2 separate regions of the Mus musculus genome follow, and region 1 is linked to region 2. A link is a contact called in public promoter capture Hi-C data. All regions are on one chromosome and are shown on one strand. The core of a region is the stretch at or near the end of the contact, and the rest is flanking DNA. Distances in the headings are between cores, read along the strand shown. Region 1 has its middle 37 kb from the start of Gm33819. Region 2 holds the start of Lrrcc1 (leucine rich repeat and coiled-coil domain containing 1).

Evidence for each region. Promoter capture Hi-C pulls out the DNA fragments that hold promoters and counts their contacts.
Region 1: a promoter capture Hi-C map of pre-B cells shows a contact between it and region 2, with 4 times the contacts expected there. The contact joins the enhancer-like site here to the promoter of Lrrcc1 in region 2. A contact is called at or near these places in 7 of 39 promoter capture datasets (the C10 cell line, cranial neural crest, hematopoietic stem and progenitor cells and 3 more), 1 of 484 Hi-C or Micro-C datasets (olfactory sensory neurons) and 1 of 115 datasets of contacts at active chromatin or transcription factors (stem cell-derived neural progenitor cells).

What each region holds. Positions count from the first base shown.
Region 1 is chr3:15,193,261-15,196,183 of GRCm38.p6, reverse strand. No RefSeq gene overlaps it. Among named protein-coding and RNA genes, the nearest start is that of Gm33819, 37 kb to the right of the region's middle. Within about 2 kb of position 1,628, at least 15 of the 459 cell types and tissues checked have an H3K27ac peak or open chromatin away from gene starts, as enhancers often do. A contact at or near this core is called in pre-B cells, where this site is marked.
Region 2 is chr3:14,532,447-14,535,419 of GRCm38.p6, reverse strand. It overlaps Lrrcc1 (leucine rich repeat and coiled-coil domain containing 1), which reads right to left and starts at 1,632. Exons shown (of 19, transcript NM_001163579.1): 1 at 1,398-1,632. The coding sequence starts at 1,486.

The DNA.
Region 1 (2,923 bases), core at 379-2,878, 660 kb before region 2:
GATTGCTAGCTGAAAACTGTCTCTTCTTGGCGAGGATGGATCCAAGAACAATAAAAACCTTCATTTGAAGAATTGCTATCTCTAACATATTACAAGCTTGTTTTCCTCCATCTGCCCTAGCTGGATCCTTAACTGGACTCACATACATGTGACATATACATCTAACAGGATTCTCATTGTTCAGACAGAGCTAGCTTCTGACCAAATGGCCCAAAGTAGCCTTCAGTGCTGGCTAATTCTTTTTACTCATTTGTTTTGTGCATTTGTGTGTCTGCTTCTCTTCACCAGACTGTAAGTTTCCAGAGAGCAGGAACGTTTATGCCTTTTTGCTGGATCTCCACAGGTCACACACCTACATATATTTAGTGCAAAACAGCATTAAAAATATTTGTTGAGTGTACATTTGAATGGCAGGCCATGTTTGACACAATGCAAACACCTACAAGACAGTCATCAAGTTATTACCATTACCAGTGACCTACTTATCTGAGGTTATGAAGCAGACGTTCAATAACATTCTTCGATAAATTAAAGAGCAAAAATCTTATTTAACATGTAGTTGAGAATAGTCTCAATCAATGAGTCTGTGGTTTAGGAAATGTTTACCAACTCTAACTCCAGGGTAAGGCAAAATACAGTGGTTAGAAGGCATAAGAATTCCCATATCCAGTAGTCAGGAGTTATACAACTACATGCTCCCCTGAAACATGTGTGGCATCCCTCAGGACACTGGAATTTAAGTAATCTCTCCTTCCATCCATCAAATCTACTCTTCTTTCTTGAAAAGACTTGCTCAATGTGTATTGCTTCTAAGAATGATGGATGTATGTTTCTCAAGAATCCAGAAACACAAAATTAATTCCAACATATTTTTGTATCACTCTCTGTTTTTCAGGGTCCAGAGAAGGAGCAGTGAACTGGAACATGTCTGGTAAGCAGAAGACTATAAACAATAGTTCTGTGATTGATGCAAGAATGAGCCAACAGACATTTCAAAATCAAAAGTGAAGCCAGCAAAAATTACATCTTCCAGCACCTGCTTTGTGTCCCTGTCTCCCCAGGACGTGCTATACATGGTAGCTGAATCACTATCATGGTAGCTGATCCATGCCCATGCTATCTCTGAGACAAACCAAAGGAGGGTACAAATTCTACTTGGAACAGACAACCATAGTTAGTGGTAGGCCTAAGCTAATATTGAAACAATTTCTGCTCCTTTTCATTGGCTTGATGGACTATGAGGGTTACACATTTCACACATGTTTCATAATAATCAATATGCCTAATACTTATTTTATGATTATTTGTCAAGGACTTGTAATTTGTGGTTTCTGAAAATAAATAAATAAGAGAGTGTCACAGGAAGCCAGATTAGAAATCTTAGAAAATTTTACCAAAGTCATTTTCAGCTAGAATATGAGATTCAGAAACTGGCCTTCCCCTTGACATAGAGAGTCAATTTGGTAAACATGGTTGGTCAATAAAGGTGTAAAATTATGATGGTATAATGTTTTAGAAAAGTGGTATATCTCATCAAGTATCCTCTTCAAGGGAAAGAGCTTGCTCAGCTCACATCTCCAGACTGATCCTTCTCGTTTCCACATGTTGCCACCAGATGGCGAGGCAGTTATGCAAAAGCAATCTGTTCATGAGTGCGTCCAAGAAGAAATGACAGCAGTGGGAACTGCAATTCAGTTGAAAGCGGTCACGGCACTTGCTCACTGATGAAGACGGCCTTGCTCGTTTTGTCTTTCCTTTTTTTAGAGTAAAAACTGATGGCTACCTATCCAAATCAGAGACAATTTGAGCAATAAAGTCTCAGAAAGCTTTTTTTTTAAATCAGAAACTCTATCATTCATAATTGGATTTTTAAAACAACACCAAAGATCAAGTATTAATAACCAACCCCTGCACCCTCTAATTGTTACTCGTTTTCTCTACCCCCTAAAATCTGCAAATAGTTAATTCTTCCTAATTTCCTTCAACTAATCTGTAGTAATCATATAGTTTTAAATTGTCACTTACTACCTTCTGGCTATCATCTGATTAACTAATCTCAAGATATTCGAAAATTCAGAGAAGTTCTATGAACCAATAAAATTCAAAACCATCACATTGACAAAACCAAAGAGTGACTAAGAAACTGTCATGTCCTAGAGAAATCCATAAAGACATAATATCTAAATGGATTGTGATATCCCAGATAGAATTCCAAAGCAGAAAAGGATATTATATAAAAATGATAAAGGATGAAATGAACAGAATACTAATGTAATTCATATTGGTTTATTAATGAATAAAAGAACAAAGGTATGTGCATCTATAGAAATTAAAACAAAGCAGAGAAGGAGAAAGAGAGAGATAGAAACAGAGACAGAGAGACAGAGAGAAGAAAAGAAACAAAAATAAAAGTTCAGTCCATAAAACTAAACAATTCCTGGAAATTCCATGAAAATAAAATTTGAAAAATCAGTAATTTGAGAACCTGAATTTCTCCTACAAAATAAATTTGTATGCCTCAAGACTCTTTGCAAGCCTCACTCTGTGAAACCCAAATAAAATAAGAAGAACATTAAGTCTATGGCACAGTGCCTTATTTGGTGTTAAAGACGTAGGCTGAGGCTCTGTCTTTACTAGCAATAGGGTCTGGAAATACTGTCTTTGCCAAGGGTATAAGAAGGGCAAAACTATGCAGAGAACCTTGGTGACAACTATAGTAGGTATTATGCAAGACAGGCCAAAATCTCTCTCTCTCTCTCTCTCTCTCTCTCTCTCTCTCTCTCTCTCTCTCTCTCTCTCTCTCTCTCTCTCTCTCGGGAGCTTTTAAGAAGTGGCCATCTAAGTGATACAGACTAAGGGTGGGGTATAAAGGCTAGTGAGTATAAATAAACAGGCCATCTATTTCTCTGAAGTTGCCCAATGT
Region 2 (2,973 bases), core at 383-2,882:
TACTCCCACTACTACCACTTATAAATTGAGCATGCCGAGTAGAATGGTATTTCCATGGAACTACAGTGCACTGCTCAGAGATGCTAAAAGTAGTTCAGAATAGCACACACAATGTCAAGGGCATCTGTGGTAGATTTTTATGCTAGCTAGTATAAAGTTGCAGGAAACCTACTTATTGGCAGCAAGGAAACAGTTGCAAACCTCAAAACACCAATTTCTAAAGGTGTCTGAAGTATTTGCTGATTATCTGGCAATTACAGAATTATTTAGGGACAAATTTTGTGCTATTATATGCTCTTAATAGCAATCTGTTTTCTGACCTATCAGAAATCAATACTGTTGAATTTACTTGCTCACTAGTTACACTGTCAAGTTATATAATGTATCTAAAATATAAATTCCCAGAGTCATTGCTTACTAGAAGAAGAAAAACAAAACAAAACAAAACAAAAACGACCCTGCATAATTGCTGTGGTGATTAGTAATAACACATATAACATTCACATAGACATCATCCTCAAAGCGATAACCATTATTAAATATAAATGTAAGCATTCTTTTGAAAAAACCTCTTCGTTGGCAACCCTTAGATCAGGCCTGAGACTAAATTGTTTTCATTATATTATAAATACCACGGTTCTGATGGAGTAGAGCAGGCACCTCAACAAAGACAGAGAATATTGTAACAGAAATGCCTGGATCTCAGAAATAGCTAACTGGCCAGTGAAAAACAAGAGAGGGTCTAGGTTGAACTGGTAAGGCTCACAGAGTATGGAAAATCCAGGGGCCTGAAAAACCACTGAGCAGTCTCAGTAACATAAAACAGGGTCAGTAAGAGTTATATTTGGTACTTTCAACAACTGTATGGATATGTCTCTGATTGTGTCTTATGCAAAAGAACTTAAAAACGGGTGAGAACTGAGGCAAGAGATGTAAGCAGGGAGTAGAGAAGGCTTGCCTTGCTGCTTGCCCCACTTCTCAGGCTCCTGGAAGGAGACCAGGAAGAGCAACAGCTAGGGGGTGCGAAAGTGGGGGCGAGGAGAGGGGAAAGAGGAAGCTTGGGCTCAGCAGGTCCGTAAGAAAGAACCGCAGGTTGCGCTGGGTGGTGGAGAGAAAGGAACCCCGGGATCTGTGGAGAGGATGCGGAAGAACCCTGAGCTCAGCTGAGTGAGCCAGGAGGGATTCAGGGCTTGGCAGGGAGGAAGCCAGGGCAATGCTGGGAGGAGTAAGAGAAGCCCCGGGCCGTGCAGGGGGAACACAGAGAAACCCCGGGCTATGCTGGGGGACAGAGAGGAGCCCCAGACTGTGCTGGGAGGATGGGGAGGAACCCGCTTCCTGCACAAGCCCGGCTCTCCGAAGCCAGCCAACCCGAGGTCCAACCGGGTGGCGGCAGCTACCTGTGCAGGCCTTTGTCCATGAAACACACATCCCCGCAGCTGCTGTCGCCATCCTCCCGTTCGATTTCGCTACACACCGCCGCCTCCATGGTACCCGCGACGGGGAGTGGGTGTTAACCGGCGCCCAGCGCTGGGTCCCAGCTTGCTCACGCCTCCAAAAGCGGGAGCGGGGAGTGAGCAAGGGGCGGGGCGAGGACTCTAACCGCCTGCCGCACTTTCCCCGCCCTGCGCGGCCGCAAAGCAGGACAACGGCGCCGCTCAAAGAGGGCTTGACTTTTACGGCATCTGCCTTTAAAGTAAAGCCTTTCCATTTGTTGGTTTGGAATGAGTGGGCTACTGAACATTATTTATAGCCCACTGCCATATGGAGGCGTTTTTCTCAATAGTTTGCTTTTATACTTCGTGACGTGATCTTGCAGACATAGTAATGTTCCCCGTTTTTGGTCACTGAACTCCTGTTAAATCCTTAAGTATTTGTGCAATGCCTTTATTTATGTATGCTGGTCTCCCTGTGATGAGAAAAAAATGTTCAGCTTTTTAAAGAATTCGCTCAAGAGACACTCTTCAATGCCTCTGCAAAAGCAAACACTCCAAAGATACTTCACTGGGCTGTTTCAAGGTAGAGTTGGTGAGACAATGGTTTTTCCATTGTGGTATAAAATTTTTCTTTGGTAGGTGATGACAGTCATGACATAAGTTGACCCCCTTTCCCTCCCAACTGATAGACTGATCTCCTTTCAGGGACCTTATTTCCACAGTTCTTCAGAAAATCTCACAAAATGGTAGGGGATGTTCAGACTATGTTGAAAAAGATATTCTAACGATGCCAAAGAGTTTGTACACCTTTGTTAGTGCACACGTGTGGGAAAATATCCTGATGTTTTAGTTTTTTATACAGTGGGGACAACCTATCTACAGCCTCAAGGATGTGTAGCCGCCACACAAAGGCATTGCAAAGATAAGGAGACAGCCACCAAAATACAGTTTTCCTGGCTACCACATAAATAACTTGTTGGGGACAGCATACCATGACAGCGACTGCCCGCAGTAGGCCAGGATGGAGACATCTCAGTAGCCCACTGCAGCTCTTTGTAGAAAACAGTCGTTCCCACTTCTAATCTTATCCCTGAATAACAGCTGTATAGAATTCATTTGTGGGTGCCTGTCTTTCAGTTGGTCTTGGTGGGCATAATTATTCTATTATATCTGACTTTCTTATTTCTTTCTCCCTTCTGCTCTGGTGAATTCTGTGAAACTAGACGTTCCTTGATTCTTAAACAGTTAAAAATTGAGGCATAGGGACACAGCACAGCACAGTCCTAATGGTGCCTGCTGTGTGTTCTCATCTTGAAAACAATATAATAACTGAACAATGATAGTTCCAGATTAATGCTTGACTTGCAAAGAAAGTTTGAAGAAATTATTAGAAAATGAATTAGAGCCAACATTGGTATCCCAAGAAAGGAATAGTTTTTTTGAAATTATGAAATAAATTTTGCACAACATTTAAGAGTGGTTTCTGAATAAGAAAGTAAAGATACATAAAATTATATATTCGTAAACCTAAGTCAAAACA